Regions from separate parts of the Mus musculus genome. Here region 2 is linked to region 1. A link is a contact called in public Hi-C data. All regions are on one chromosome and are shown on one strand. Each heading gives the region's core, a stretch centred on a gene start, on an enhancer-like site or on the middle of the called end of the contact. The rest is flanking DNA. Distances are from core to core; before and after follow the strand shown. Region 1 overlaps Fam227b (family with sequence similarity 227, member B). Region 2 has its middle 160 kb from the start of Dtwd1.

Evidence for each region. A called contact is a pair of places that touch in the nucleus more often than the background predicts.
Region 2: a contact with region 1 is called in a Hi-C map of embryonic fibroblasts, with 1.7 times the contacts expected there. The contact joins two enhancer-like sites. A contact is called at or near these places in 2 of 484 Hi-C or Micro-C datasets (both in embryonic fibroblasts) and 1 of 115 datasets of contacts at active chromatin or transcription factors (fibro-adipogenic progenitors).

Annotation. Positions count from the first base shown.
Region 1 is chr2:126,050,927-126,057,623 of GRCm38.p6, reverse strand. The region is part of intron 11 of Fam227b (family with sequence similarity 227, member B); the gene reads left to right. All of the region lies in intron 2 of Fgf7 (fibroblast growth factor 7), which reads right to left. Among named protein-coding and RNA genes, the nearest start is that of Fgf7, 20 kb to the right of the region's middle. Within about 2 kb of position 4,278, at least 33 of the 459 cell types and tissues checked have an H3K27ac peak or open chromatin away from gene starts, as enhancers often do. A contact at or near this core is called in embryonic fibroblasts, where this site is marked.
Region 2 is chr2:126,307,523-126,314,219 of GRCm38.p6, reverse strand. No RefSeq gene overlaps it. Among named protein-coding and RNA genes, the nearest start is that of Dtwd1, 160 kb to the right of the region's middle. Within about 2 kb of position 4,044, at least 56 of the 459 cell types and tissues checked have an H3K27ac peak or open chromatin away from gene starts, as enhancers often do. A contact at or near this core is called in embryonic fibroblasts, where this site is marked.

The sequences.
Region 1 (6,697 bases), core at 3,029-5,528:
GTAGGCCACGGGTGCTACTAAGGGGGGAGGGTGGAAAAAGTGAGTGGGGGAGGTTAAAAGGCGGGGGGGGGGGGAAGGAGAGAAATGAAGAGTTAGGGGAGGGAAGATGGACAAATAATACTAAGGATGTTTAAAAAGCCGTAGCAAAAGATTATTTCATATACTTTCTTAAAAATACAAACATAACATAAATGACGATACATGCATATATGTGTGAATATATTATACATGTATTATATATATGTATACATATATATATATACATATATATATATAATTTAAATTCAGTTATACCACTATAGTCATAATGCTCCCTCCAAGAGCTATTGACTAACCAAACCCCCAGTACCAGGCGTAGGAAGCTTCCCTTCCAATTGTTGGTCACAGTAGTCCAAGAGACCCCAAAAGCAATAGAGGCTATTGCCATTGCCTTTAGATTCTTTCTCCAAGTTGAGAGTTAAGACTTTATTGCTGAAGACATCACACACTTCAAACACAGGACCTAGAGGAATAGAGATGGAACCGGAGTCCTGCACTTGAGGACTAGTTCTCATAGTATCCAAAAGTGTTACCCAAGATGCCAAGGAAGCAAAGTAATCAACAGGCACACCCAGCTGTAGAGCCCATGGACCATAACAATGGCCATCCTGCCAAAATATCCCCAGTAGTTCAAAAGTGGCTCTTATATCTTGGGAGTAGCCAACAGCTATCTGCTAGGACTTAAGACCCACTCAGTAGGAGAGGTCATGAATGTGAGAGGGAATCTCATGACATATAAAGGTTTGGAATGGGGGGAGAAATGGAAGTGATGTGAACTGGCTAGAATTCAGCAACACTACCATTTCGTACATAAACAATACTGTCTTAATATTTTGGAGGCAAATGCATGTAAACTTGCAGAATGTTGTTTCTGACATACATTTCCGCTATGTCACAAACTCACATCTGATGTAAACTTTTATTTGAATTAAACTGTTTCTTAAGAATAATTTTAAAGACATTAGCCATGTACACCTCTACACATTGCAGATGCTATTGGCCAGGGCAAAACATAGCTCTGGAGAAGCTAACCAGATCTGTAATTCACATGTATTTCCCATACAAGTCCACATAGGGAAACAGAATGACAAGGCGGTCACAAAGCAGCCTGGTTGTCTAACTGGAGCGGAGTGTACAGGAAACAGAGGCTTGACCTGTACATGAGTTTCCAGAGCAAGTTCAAGTTGTATTGATTTCTTGCTGAGTTAGGTTTGATGAAGAGAGTAACTGAACATCTGTAGTATGAGAAGCAAACATCACAAAAAGTTTTTCTTCTCCAAAGAATCTCTTACTCCAGTTCTGAAATTAAGTCACTGGAACCAAGTGTCCCATGTTAAACATATCTCCACACGCTACAAGTAAGCCTTAACATTCCCTAGAGCGGCTCTGTACTAAGCTACTGCATTTCCAAAGCCTGTGACTTTCCTAACCGAGAGCCACAGGATTAGACTACATCTACTGTAAATTCAACTCTCTGAATAGCTGCCCTTTCATACATTACAGCTTTGTAGAATGGATTGGAATATTGAGCAGGTGCCAACAAAGTAGAATTCAGATAAAAGAAAGGTAAAGTGTCAGGATTCAGGTTCAGGGTTTCAATGGTGTGTGTCTAAAAGAAGGAGAGATCAGACTGGCATCGATTCATTTGTGTTTAGCTTAGAAAGGATTATCTTAAATACATATGTAGCTGCCTTGGTATGTTACTACCACTGTCATATAAGGATGATTCTATAAAGTAAAAAGTTTATTAATGCAATCTCACTTTAAATTATATATATGTTTATCTCAATGTAGTTTGTTCCATGCAGAAATAAACAACCAGAACAAGTAGGGGCCTGTATGATCCCGTGTAAACTGAAAGTAGCAAGAAAAACTTGGAGTTCTTGCAGCCTGAGACGTAGAGGAATACATATGCATTGAGTGGGATTATTTAAGACTTTCTTCAGGTCTCTATTAGCTGGCCAAGCATTTTAAGTAGCTTAAAATCATTATGGACACTCTAAAACAAATGATCCTAGTTGTCAGTTGGTTTAAACATCTCACCAAAGAAGCAAGCCTGAGGAAATGAAATAATTTTTGTAAACTTCATAATAGGAATAATTATGGTGAAGAGCATAACACTGGTTGGTGTTCAGCAGTGCAAGTAAGGTTTATTAGTGATGCTGGCTAAGGCCTCGTCTACACGGTACTAGACCACACAGTTTTTTCTTCATTATATGAAACATTGATCATGTGAATCCCTCATCATCTCAACTTATGTACTCTCACCAGGAAGCACCAATGAAAACACGAGTCTTGAACACTCATAGAGTAAACCTGTCGCCGGGCAGTGGTGGCGCACGTCTTTAATCCCAACACTTGGGAGGCAGAGGCAGGTGGATTTCTGAGTTCGAGGCCAGCCTGGTCTACAGAGTGAGTTCCAGGGCAGCCAGGGCTACACAGAGAAACCCTGTCTCGAAAAAAACAAAAACAAAACAAAACAAAAATAGAAAAAAAAAACAAGAAAAATTAGAGTAAACCTGTCACCTCCTAGAAGTCCACGCAAGTCATTTTTCCTGACATTGTGTTTATTCAAAGTAACACATTCTTTCTGAGATGTTTTTCTCATTTGTAAATCAAAAATAGCAATGCCAACATCACTGGATTCTTCTAAGATTCTAATTAGATACTGTGTGTGCGCTGCTGTGTTTGTGCCTGGTATGAGAAAAGCTCCACAGTTGTCAGGCAGCGCAGTCATACACATTGGAAAATACAGCATCACTGCTTGTAGCTTCTGTTAGAAAACAGGAAAGGACCTTTCTTCAGGGGCTCAGAAAGAGTCAGGTACCAAACCAGTCCAGAGGCAGATATCACTCCCCTTACTTCACGGACAATGAGGATTGGTCCTTGCTCCCATAATCCAGAGCACTCATCCTAGCATGCCACAAGTCAGAGATCTACTCAAATGAAAGGGAAGAAAAGCCCTCATGCCAATTTCGAGGTTGATTTTAACCATCTTACGTTAAGGAGCCAAGGATGGAGTTGGGCTGGGCTCTGCCACTGATGAACTCTAGAGTCTTGATCAATTGTCTTGCCTTGTTTTCTAACCTTCATTCCTGGTCCTGTGCTGAATACAATAGTCAGTGACTTTTTATGGAATTCATCGCCTTAGCTAATAATTCCATTCTCCAAATTCAGTATTGTGTATGTGACAGTGAATAAACCAGACAAGAGTCTCCTGCTTTCTTCTCCTAGCTGGGGAAAGAGTCTATATACAAGATAAAGGTATAGTGTGTGCTGGAGAGTAACAACCAGCAAGAATGGAAGTATGTGGATTGGGTAGAAAAGATATGGATGTTCTCAGTGTGGGGGAAAGAAAGTTAACAATCCTGTAAAGACTGGGAAGAAGTGGGAGCGTGAGCTACCTATATATCTAACAAAAGAAACAATTCAGAGAGATAAAGAGAGGGAGAAGGGGTGGGGGGAGGAGAGAGGCTGGGGAAAGGCCACGGTGGGAGCACCATGCTCTAGGAATGAGGAAGATCGGGAGGAAGCAGTGTGAGCTAGGGAGGAGGGCAGAGGTGGGTATGCTGAGTGAGGGCACAGGTGCAGGTCTCCTGAGCTTCTGAGGACCACGAGGAAGACTTTAAGCTGACTAGTAGCAGGCTCTAAAGGTTCCATTCTTGGAAAGCTCCGAGGGACGTTTCATCAGTTATGTCTTGGAATGCTCAGACACTGGGCATTTGGGTGGGGCCTTGCTGGTCCTATGACACTGTGCCTAAAATAGGAGCTGACAGCTGCATGTGTCAGACGGAGTTTATATGAATATATAAATAAACATACATAAGTACAGATAGATATATGTGCATGTCCATCAAAAGTTTCATACATGTATATCCGCTACTATGTGGAAATCACTTCAAAAAGTGAAGAGAAAAATCAAAACATGTCAAAGTTGTAAAGTAATTTTTTTCCATCAGTTTCCTATGTGCTTGGATAAAACTATGATTGCTCTAAATATACAAGTATTATATTGTCAGTTTTAAATTAGGAAAAACAACAAAGTGTATAACAACTCCCAATAGTCTTTTGGATTCTGCCTTGGCACTTTGTCCACTTACTTTCTGAGAGCTTTGTACCAGTGTAAGAGTGCTGAGCACATCTGACTCTGAGGCAGTTTCTCCCAGTGCTTAATGAGGCATTCATCAGAGCAAGGCTGTCTGCTGGGTGGGGGCCTGTGCCCTCCTGTGACCTGGGCCTCTCCTGCTCGCTTGATGAGTCTGAGTCTCTTTCTTTCTCTTGAGATCACTCTGTCAATGCTCACTGCCTGCATTTCTTTCTAGTTGCTTCCTGACACCATTCCCTCAACTGGCCACTGCCTTACTCTCTGTTCTTTTCCTCCCTCTTCACAATGGGAAGTTAAAGGCAAAAAACGCTGAAGTGCTTTGTCTATGTCCTACCTCTGTATTACTACTTTCCCTATGCCATATTGATTCTGCAGATAGACACAGCTCAGCTAGCCTCCACTTGGGCTTTTTGCAACGGCGTCCACATCTTTTCCCCACTTTTCTGCCCTCAGAGAAAAGTCTGATATCAAGGTCTAACACCAACCCCCCCCTTCACCCCACCCCCACCTTTCTATGGTGATCCTACTTTCCCGGAACGTCCTAACTCTTTCCATCTGTCCCCTTTCACCCCTTTGAGTACACTCTGAGACACTCAACATTAACCCACTGAGCTCTGCTTTTTCTAGGAAAGCAGTGGAGAGTGGTCACTAATTACTTCCTGTTGAAGCCCATAAACACTCACATTTTTATCTCTGTATACTTTACATATACTTTATGAACCAATGTCACCTCTACAGGTAATAAATAAGAGCATTTCATAAGACATTGGTATTTAGAAACCTACCACAGTTTTTATGAAAAAGAAAATTTAAAAGAAAAGCTAATATCCTTATTAGGAAACCCATGTAAGTCATATAAAGTTTCAGGATGCTTGAGGAAGTCTGATACAGTTGCCTACAGATGCTACTGTCTGAGTTCAAATGATATAACTAAACTTGACTATAAAAGCAATTAGAATTTATTTCATGATAAAAAGTTTCAAATACATTATATATTATTTTATTTTCTCTGAAGACATGAAGATAGCTATATATAATTTTTAAATCCTAGACAGCTATTATCATCTGAACTTAATTGGTCTTAGACATTTCATATAAACTAAAATATTAGAAAAGTTAACAAACTATAAACAGAGATGAGGTAAAAATCCCCATTTGTTTTAGATTAAAATATCATGAAGGGAAAAAAAAACTAATTTCAAGTGAGAAAAGTGTCTAAATTTGGAATAATACTTCTTTGGTTTTCAAAATATGTTTAATCTGAAAAGAAAAAAGATTGCAGAAAATGCACCTAAACCAATCCATGATCTACAAGGACTTTGACAGGGGTGGGGGGAGCGTGAATCTGTTGGTCAGAATGATGGAATCTGGGAGTATTCTTTATACACCTGAATCACTTTAGAACCACTAACAGCGAGAGACACAGGCCAGCTTTCTGAATTAAGCTGTCAACTTTTCCCCTCCTTTAATTAAAGGGTGGCTCAGATTTTATTGTTTTTTTTTCATTTTCTCTCTTAATTTTCAAAGCAGTCTGGCCCTATAGCCCAGGTTGATCTTAAACTCATGGCAATCTCCCTGCCTCAGCCAAGCCTCCACTGCTGGAATTACAAATATGAGCCACTATGTTCATTTAATTAATCCTTGAATTGCAGGTGTAACACAGAAAACAGTGTTAAGGAGCTGGGAAGAGCTGGCAGTTTTGCTAGCCCTTGAGAGCAGACACCGCAGATAAGCACAGATGTCCTTGGTGATGTGTGAGCCCTGCAGGGTTCCCAGGCCTGCTCAGACCTGCATGGGTATAAACTGGAGCTCGGCCTGAGCGTAAGCTCTCTGCAAGACAAGATGCTGACCTGAGGGGCACAGACCCACACAAGACAAGATGCTAACCTGAGGGACACAGACCCACACAAGAGAAGATGCTGACCTGAGGGGCACAGACCCACAGAACAACTTTTGATGATCTTAAAGTTCTTATCCCTCCAGTTTGTCTCTGCCATTTCCAACCTCTTTCTTCCAAGCCAACCTGTTGAGTAGAATGAGCAGCACATTCCTAATCAAGGTAAAGAGATGAGAAAGGATAGCATATAGCATGTAGAAGTCCAAACGTCACGCTAAGACACAGAGAGGAAGACAGTGGAACTGGTTAAGTGTCTGACATAATAGCAACAAGTTAAAACTGAGTCTGTTCTCTAGATTCGTTAAATATCCATGCTAATAGATTATCTTTTTTAAATTTTATTTATTTATGCACTTTACATCTGAATATCAGCCTTCCCTCACCCAGATCCTCTCCCCCCACTCTCCCCTCCCCTTCTCCTCTGAGGAGGGAGACCCCTCTCCCCACCCCACCCCCACACATATCACACCCCTCTTACAACCCCACACACATCAAGTCATCAGGACTAGGCGTATCCTCTACCACTGTTCTTGATAAAGGTAGTAAGTATAGAGAATGTTGAATGAAATAATTAGTAACTACTATCACTACATACACCTCACTGGCCTTAGCTGAGGTAGGAGGTGAGGGTAGGGAAGGAAAGGTGAGAGGGATCC
Region 2 (6,697 bases), core at 2,795-5,294, 260 kb before region 1:
GAATAAAATACAGGACACTGATACAAGTCTACACAACTACAATCTGATATTTACCAACAACATAAAGAGTACAGATTGGATAGCCCAGCAAAATAGCTCAGTGGGTATAAGTTTTCCTCCCTCCTCTATCTTATTAGATAACGTGAGAAATAGTGGTAGTTCTTCAGAGTTTTGGTTGAATTCGGTGGTAGACTCTGAGCCTCAGTGGATTTTGGTTGGAATGGGTTTCATTGCCACTTCTACTGTGTTATTTGTTAGAGACCTATTTAAATTGTTATATCATTTGGTTTAATGTTTGTAGTTCATATTTATCTAGAAATTGATTTATATCCTCTTATATTTTCCAATTGATTAGGACAGAGCTTTTAAGGCATGTCCTGATAGTTTTCTGAGTTCCTTTCTTTTCTATGATGATTGGAACACATTTCCATTTCCTACTCTAATCTTATTATTTTGGATTTAATTTTATTAATCATTCTCCTTTGATTAAATTGTTGGAGGGTTTATCAATTTGGCTTATATTTTCAAAGAAACATCTTAAGTTTTATTGATTTTGCTTATTTATTTAACTTCTGTTTTATTATTTTCTGCTCTGATTGTTATGAATTTTGTGAATCTACTACTTTGGGGCTTGTTGCTTGCCTTTTCCTGTCTTAGGATTTCTATGGCTGTGATGAAACACTGTGACCAAAAGAACTGGAGCTATAACTTCTACCTTAGGACTGCCTTCATCTTATCCCATTGGTTTTGGAATGTTGTATATTTGTTTTGTTTAACTCTAAGACATTTTCTTTTCCTCTTTGATTTCTTCAATGACACATTAATCATTCAATAATGTATGGTTGGTGTCTGTGACTTTGCATCGATCCCAGAGTTTCTCTTGTGTGGTTTTCTAGCTTCATCCCATTATAGTCAGATAAAATAGAAGAAGTTATTTAAATTTTTGTATATTTATTGAGATGTGCTCTGCATTTCCCATAGATGATGTGTCTTAGGGAAAGTTCCACTGGCTCCTGAGAAATATGTATATTTTTCAGTGCTTGGGTTGAGTATTCTGTAAATATCTGTTATGTCTGTTTTATATATTATGTTATAAATCTGAGAGTTTTTTTTTTTTTTTGGTCTGGATGATCTATCTAATGGTGAGAGGAGGATATTGAAGTCATCCACCAGCACTGTATTGAAGTTAATCTGTGACTTTATGTTTACTGATATTTTAATTTTATTTATGTTTATGTGTGTGTGCACATGCATGCCTATGTACATGTATGCCCATTGGATCTCCTGAAACTTGAGTTAAAGGTGGTAATGATCTGCCATGTGTGCTTTGATACCCTAATCTGGGTCTTCAACAAGAGCTATAGGTCCTCTTAACCACTGAGTCATCTCTGCAACCATGGGTCTGCCTCTGTTTAGTGCATGCACATTTAGAACCGTAATGTTCACTTCTGAGATGACTGAGACAGGTTATGAGGTAGGTGACTTGTCCTCTTTCATACAAATCCACTGTCATCTGACCACCTACATCTCCTTCCTCTTCTGACCTAGCCTCAGTCATCTCTTACTCCCCTTTAAAAGAATTTTAGCTGATGCTCCTGCACTGACAGGGCATCATGTACTTTCTACTAGATGCAAGAATCTCTTTACAGTCAACTGATACCTAGCATCCATCCTTGGCCTGGTTTCCCAGTGATGCTGGGCTTGTAAACTCAAGATAGCAGGCAGCTTGACTGTAGAGTCCCCATGCTGAGGAAGCTCCCCCTTTTCTTGGCCTAAAGCCCTTCCTTACCAGCACAATGTACTTCCTGCTTCTGCCTATGAGAAAAGACAATAAGTCTTACATTTATTGACTTCCTGTAATCTTTAAGGTAGTTCTTTTCTGTGTTGGAATAGTTCCTAACCTGAAAAATGTCCTAATCGTTCTTGGGGATTCCAGCATCGTTCCTTAAGGCTAACAAACAATGGAAATCAGAAAAAAACAAGGAAAAAGATGGTGGTTGAAAAACGTTTCCGAATCCAAGAAAACTGGAATTTAAACAAGAAAGGAGTGTAGTGTGTGATCCCCAGTGTTTTTGGAATAAAAGAGTTTATGTAAATGTGCCATCAACAAAAGAAAGCCTGCTTTGGCATGTTAGGGCAAGAGGAAGAGCTTGAGGATCATGGGAAGTTTTGGTTTTTAATTGATCCTCAGAAGTTTTAGAAAGGGAAATCACTGTGAGAGTCATGAAGAAAATGGAATTGTAGGAAAGAAATGGAAGTATATTCACACAGGACTCCTGGGAAGAGGAGAGAACCAGGCTGTGACTGTCACTTGGGAGGCCCTTAACTCACCTGAAGGACTCTATAGCCAAGATGCCCTTTCCAGGCCTATTTGCCCACCAGGAAACCAGGGAAGGTCATTGGTCAGGTATGAGCATTGCTAAGTGCAGAGTACTTTTACATAGAATCCTAACAACTCCTAACTAACAGTGAGGTAAATATCATCATTCCCCCATTTTCTAGTGAGACAAACCCTCTATAGGGTAAGTAACCTGCTCAGAGACATATGATGGAGATGCTGGGCATGTCTTGGCATGTGCCTTCTCTGGTGGCGTGTACTCTCAAATGAATACCATCTCTCATAGACCATTAAGGGACACACTCAATCTTTTTAGTTCCTAGTGCATTAATTTGGGGACACAAATATGCATATGTCTCTTGAAGGCTCTGCATTTTATCTAATTTTCTGGTCACTTTTTAAATTTAATCTTTACAACCCATGATTCTTCAAATGTTATTGTATTTACTTTCATTTCTGCAAAAGAAATACAGCTCTTGCCTTGGGACAGCACTAGACAAGTTGTCATTGTCAGTGAAGCCCTGGGGTTTGAGGTTCCTACAGACAGAGAAAGGAAGTCTAGCAAATGACCTGAACTCTGCAGGTTGCCTTGCTACATAGCATGTGGTAAATTCCTCAGAATTCACTCCCCTGTAGTTACCTAGTCCCAACGCTAAGCCATTCTTTGCAGTTTCACATTCCATCATGGTCAGCCTTCAGAAGTATGTGTGGAAATTCTAATCTGGTCTTGATCCCTCTTGTCCACCAGCCTTTCTCTCAGTGTATATGTGTTCTGTGTGTATGCTACCTGGCTTTGGCAGTTGAGAGAATTACTATGGCCATATAACTTTATTCCAGTTTATTTTTAAAACCATCTATTTTAATGTGTATTTATTGTTGTTATTAGTTATTTATTGTTGTTGATCTCTTACTGTACCTAATTTATAAATTGAGTTTCATCACAGATATGTATGCTGGCTAGTTTTATGTCAACTTGACCCAAGCTATAGTCATTTAACCTTGGTATTGCAAGTCATTTACTATAGAATTTCTCCACATTTTTCTATCCTGTTCATTCTGACCAGTGTTGTAACCGGTCGCTACTCTTTTCCCCATGACTTATTTCTCTATACAATCAAAACAGAAATATGAGCAAATATGAGTATATTTGCCGGGTAGCAAGTCACAAAGTATTCTCCCACTCCCTGGGTATTATTTGAATATGAACAGCATCTTCAAGCAAGAATGCCTGTGACCTTATAAGCAGATATATGCTGATTAGAAGTTAAGGTGTGCTTGCCAACCTCTGTGTGAGCTTCTGCACCAGCTTCAGTGTGTGTGTGTGTGTGTGTGTGTGTGTATACCTCTGTAAGCACACCTCTTACACATGCACTAATTACCCATTTTCAAGCCTGTTTTCTCCTCCAGGGAAGAAAGACCTATAGGAAAGGACCAGTGCCTCCTTTGCCTTTGCCTTTTCAGTGTATTGCATGGTTGCTGGCATAAAACCTATTGTCAAAATACTTGTTAAATGAAGGAATGATTATGATTCAGGCTCATTGTTGAAATAAGAGGCATTGACGTGGTCTTTCTGGCAATGTTAGGCTTGGAAAACCCATATGCAAATTGACCAAGAATGTTGAAATATTTTGCGCTGACCACATCCTGAGGATAAATTCTATAGCTCTGTTGATTTAAGCATTCTGAGTGTGTAACTGTCATGTGGGGGAAACCCCACAGCAGTAACTGAGCCCTTAAAATACCTCACTGACTAAACTACATGCATAGAAGGCTTGTTTTACCATGTGCGTGGAATGTCTATTTTAAATGTGTTTCAGCCTTTGGGGATTTAGAACGGGTTTTTTCCCCCTTTCTGAATAATAGAGGTTTTCCTTGGAAATGACTTTTATATATTTATATTTTCCTGAGCCTTGGTTGACTTCATTGTTTATATTTTAGCAGTGTAATTCTATGCACTCACGCTCCTGAAAGTCTTTGAATACTTTGGAAAATGAGGTGGGGTATAGCTACATAAGAGATATTGTTTTGTCACAAAGTTTGGAGGCTCGGAGGGGAAGTGTGTAGAATGTCTCCCCTTCCCCACTGATGTCTATCAGTCCATCTATGGTCATAGACTGATCACCCAATACACTATTGCTTTTGTTAATTCATATAGACAGTTGGGAATCATTCCCTTAAAGACTGTGACTGTATCATTTCTTGCCCCTCCCCCCAATAACTCAATCATGGCACAAACAAAACAAAACAAAACAAAACTGTTCTTTCTAACTCCCAAAGAATTGCTGAGCTCTGTATTACGGGACTGTAGGACAAGCAAGGGTCACTACAAAGTAATAGATTCTTGAAACGTTTAATGAATGAAGGAACAGAATGCATAACTGAGACCAGTCAGATGAACAGAAGCATATCAAGATTTAGTGTTCAGGAAGGAACGAATCATAGCGCAGGATCCTTTTGGACAGTGGAAATGGCCCTATAGTTTGACTCAGGAAGAATGCTTAGGCCATTAGTAGAGTATTGGATCTTGAATATTTGACTTATTTTTTTCTGGACATAATTCCTTGACTTGTCAACGAGAGTGAATAATGGGGCCAGCAATAGTAATAATAATAGTATTAATAATCCTCATTCCATAGATGCATAGATAGGTCAATATATAGATATAAATCATTAAATATAATTCATCACATAAACTGACTCAACAACAGAAGCCACATGGTTGTCTCAATAGATACAGAAAATGCCATTGACAAAAATCTAATATCCCTTCATAATAAAAGTTTTGAAGAGGCAAAGAATTAAAAAAAACCCTATTTCAACACATTTAGGGTTATATATGCCAAACATATAGCCAACATCATGATAAATGAAAAACACTTGAAGCATCCCCCCCTCTTAATAATGTAGTGTTTGGAGACTTAGCAAAAAGATGAGAGAAGAAAATACAAGGGATGCCGACAGGAAAGTGAGAGTTAAAGGATTCACCATGTAGACAGCATGGTTCTTTCTTTCCATTAAAGACTTCACCAAAACAAACAAACAAAACAAAACAAAATGAAACTCCTAGAAAGCTGGGCATGGTGATACACACCTTTGATCCCAGAACTCAGAAAACAAAGGCAAGTTGGGGCTCTATGAGTTTGAGGCTACTCTTGTCTATATCATGAGTTCTAGTCCAGCCAGGGCTACATAGTAAGACCCTGTCTCATCAACAACAAAATACTGCCAAGATACAAAATTAATATACAAAAATCAGGAGCCTTCTAACATATCCATGGCAGACACACCAATAAAGAAATCTGAGAAACTATGCTGTTCACAACAGCCTCGGTGACAATAACAGCAGCAGCACAAACACTGTAGACTCTAACCTAACCAAAGAGGTGAAGGACCTCTATAGTGAACACATTAAAACATCAAAGAGGAAATTGAAGGTGACAGTAGAAGCTGGGAAGACATCCCATTCTCATGAGTTGCAAGAATCAATACTCTATCAACCCCACAGGTTCAATACAATAAAAACTCTAGTGCCATTATATTCACAGAAAAAGAAAAGTCATCTTGAAATTAGTATAGAAGCACACACAGAAACAAGGATAGCTGAATCAATCCTGAATAAACAGAATACCATTGGAGTGAGCCTCATTCCTGATTTTAAGGTAGTATCACAGAGCCACAGTAGTAAAAACATTATGCCATTGGCACAAAAACAAATGGATGGATAAATGGAACAGAACAAAGACTCAGGGTTGTACAGATGGTTCAGTGATCAAGAGTCCTTGATGTTCTTGCAAAGGATGGATGTTCAGTTCTCAGTGTCCACATTAGGTAGCAAACAATAACTAACTATAACTCCAAGTCTTGGAATCCAGGACCCAATCCTAGCTACTGTGAATACTGACTTGCATGTATGGATAAACACACACACACACACACACACACACACACACACACACACACACATTAAGAAGTGGTGGTGGAAGTGGTGATGTATCTGGGGAATAGGGACAATGAGAGGATAAAGGGAAGAGTTAAAATTTAAAAAATTTTAAAAAATTAAAAAATTAAAGATGAAAGAAAAGGTCCTGTGAAAATCTAATAGTTTGTAAGTCTATTAAAAATGACCATTTTCTCTCTTGGAGCATTCCTACAATGCTATAATCACAATAAATTAAATATAGTTCATTTCTTTTATTTTACCCAAAGACATAACTATAGATTGTTCCTACCAAATCAAAAAAAGTTTCAGAATTTCATACATGTAAATGTTTTTAACCAAACACACCCCTTCCCTCCCCTAATTCTTTTCTTTCTTTATCACCCCTAACATTTTTTCCTCCCAAACTGATGTATCTTTGT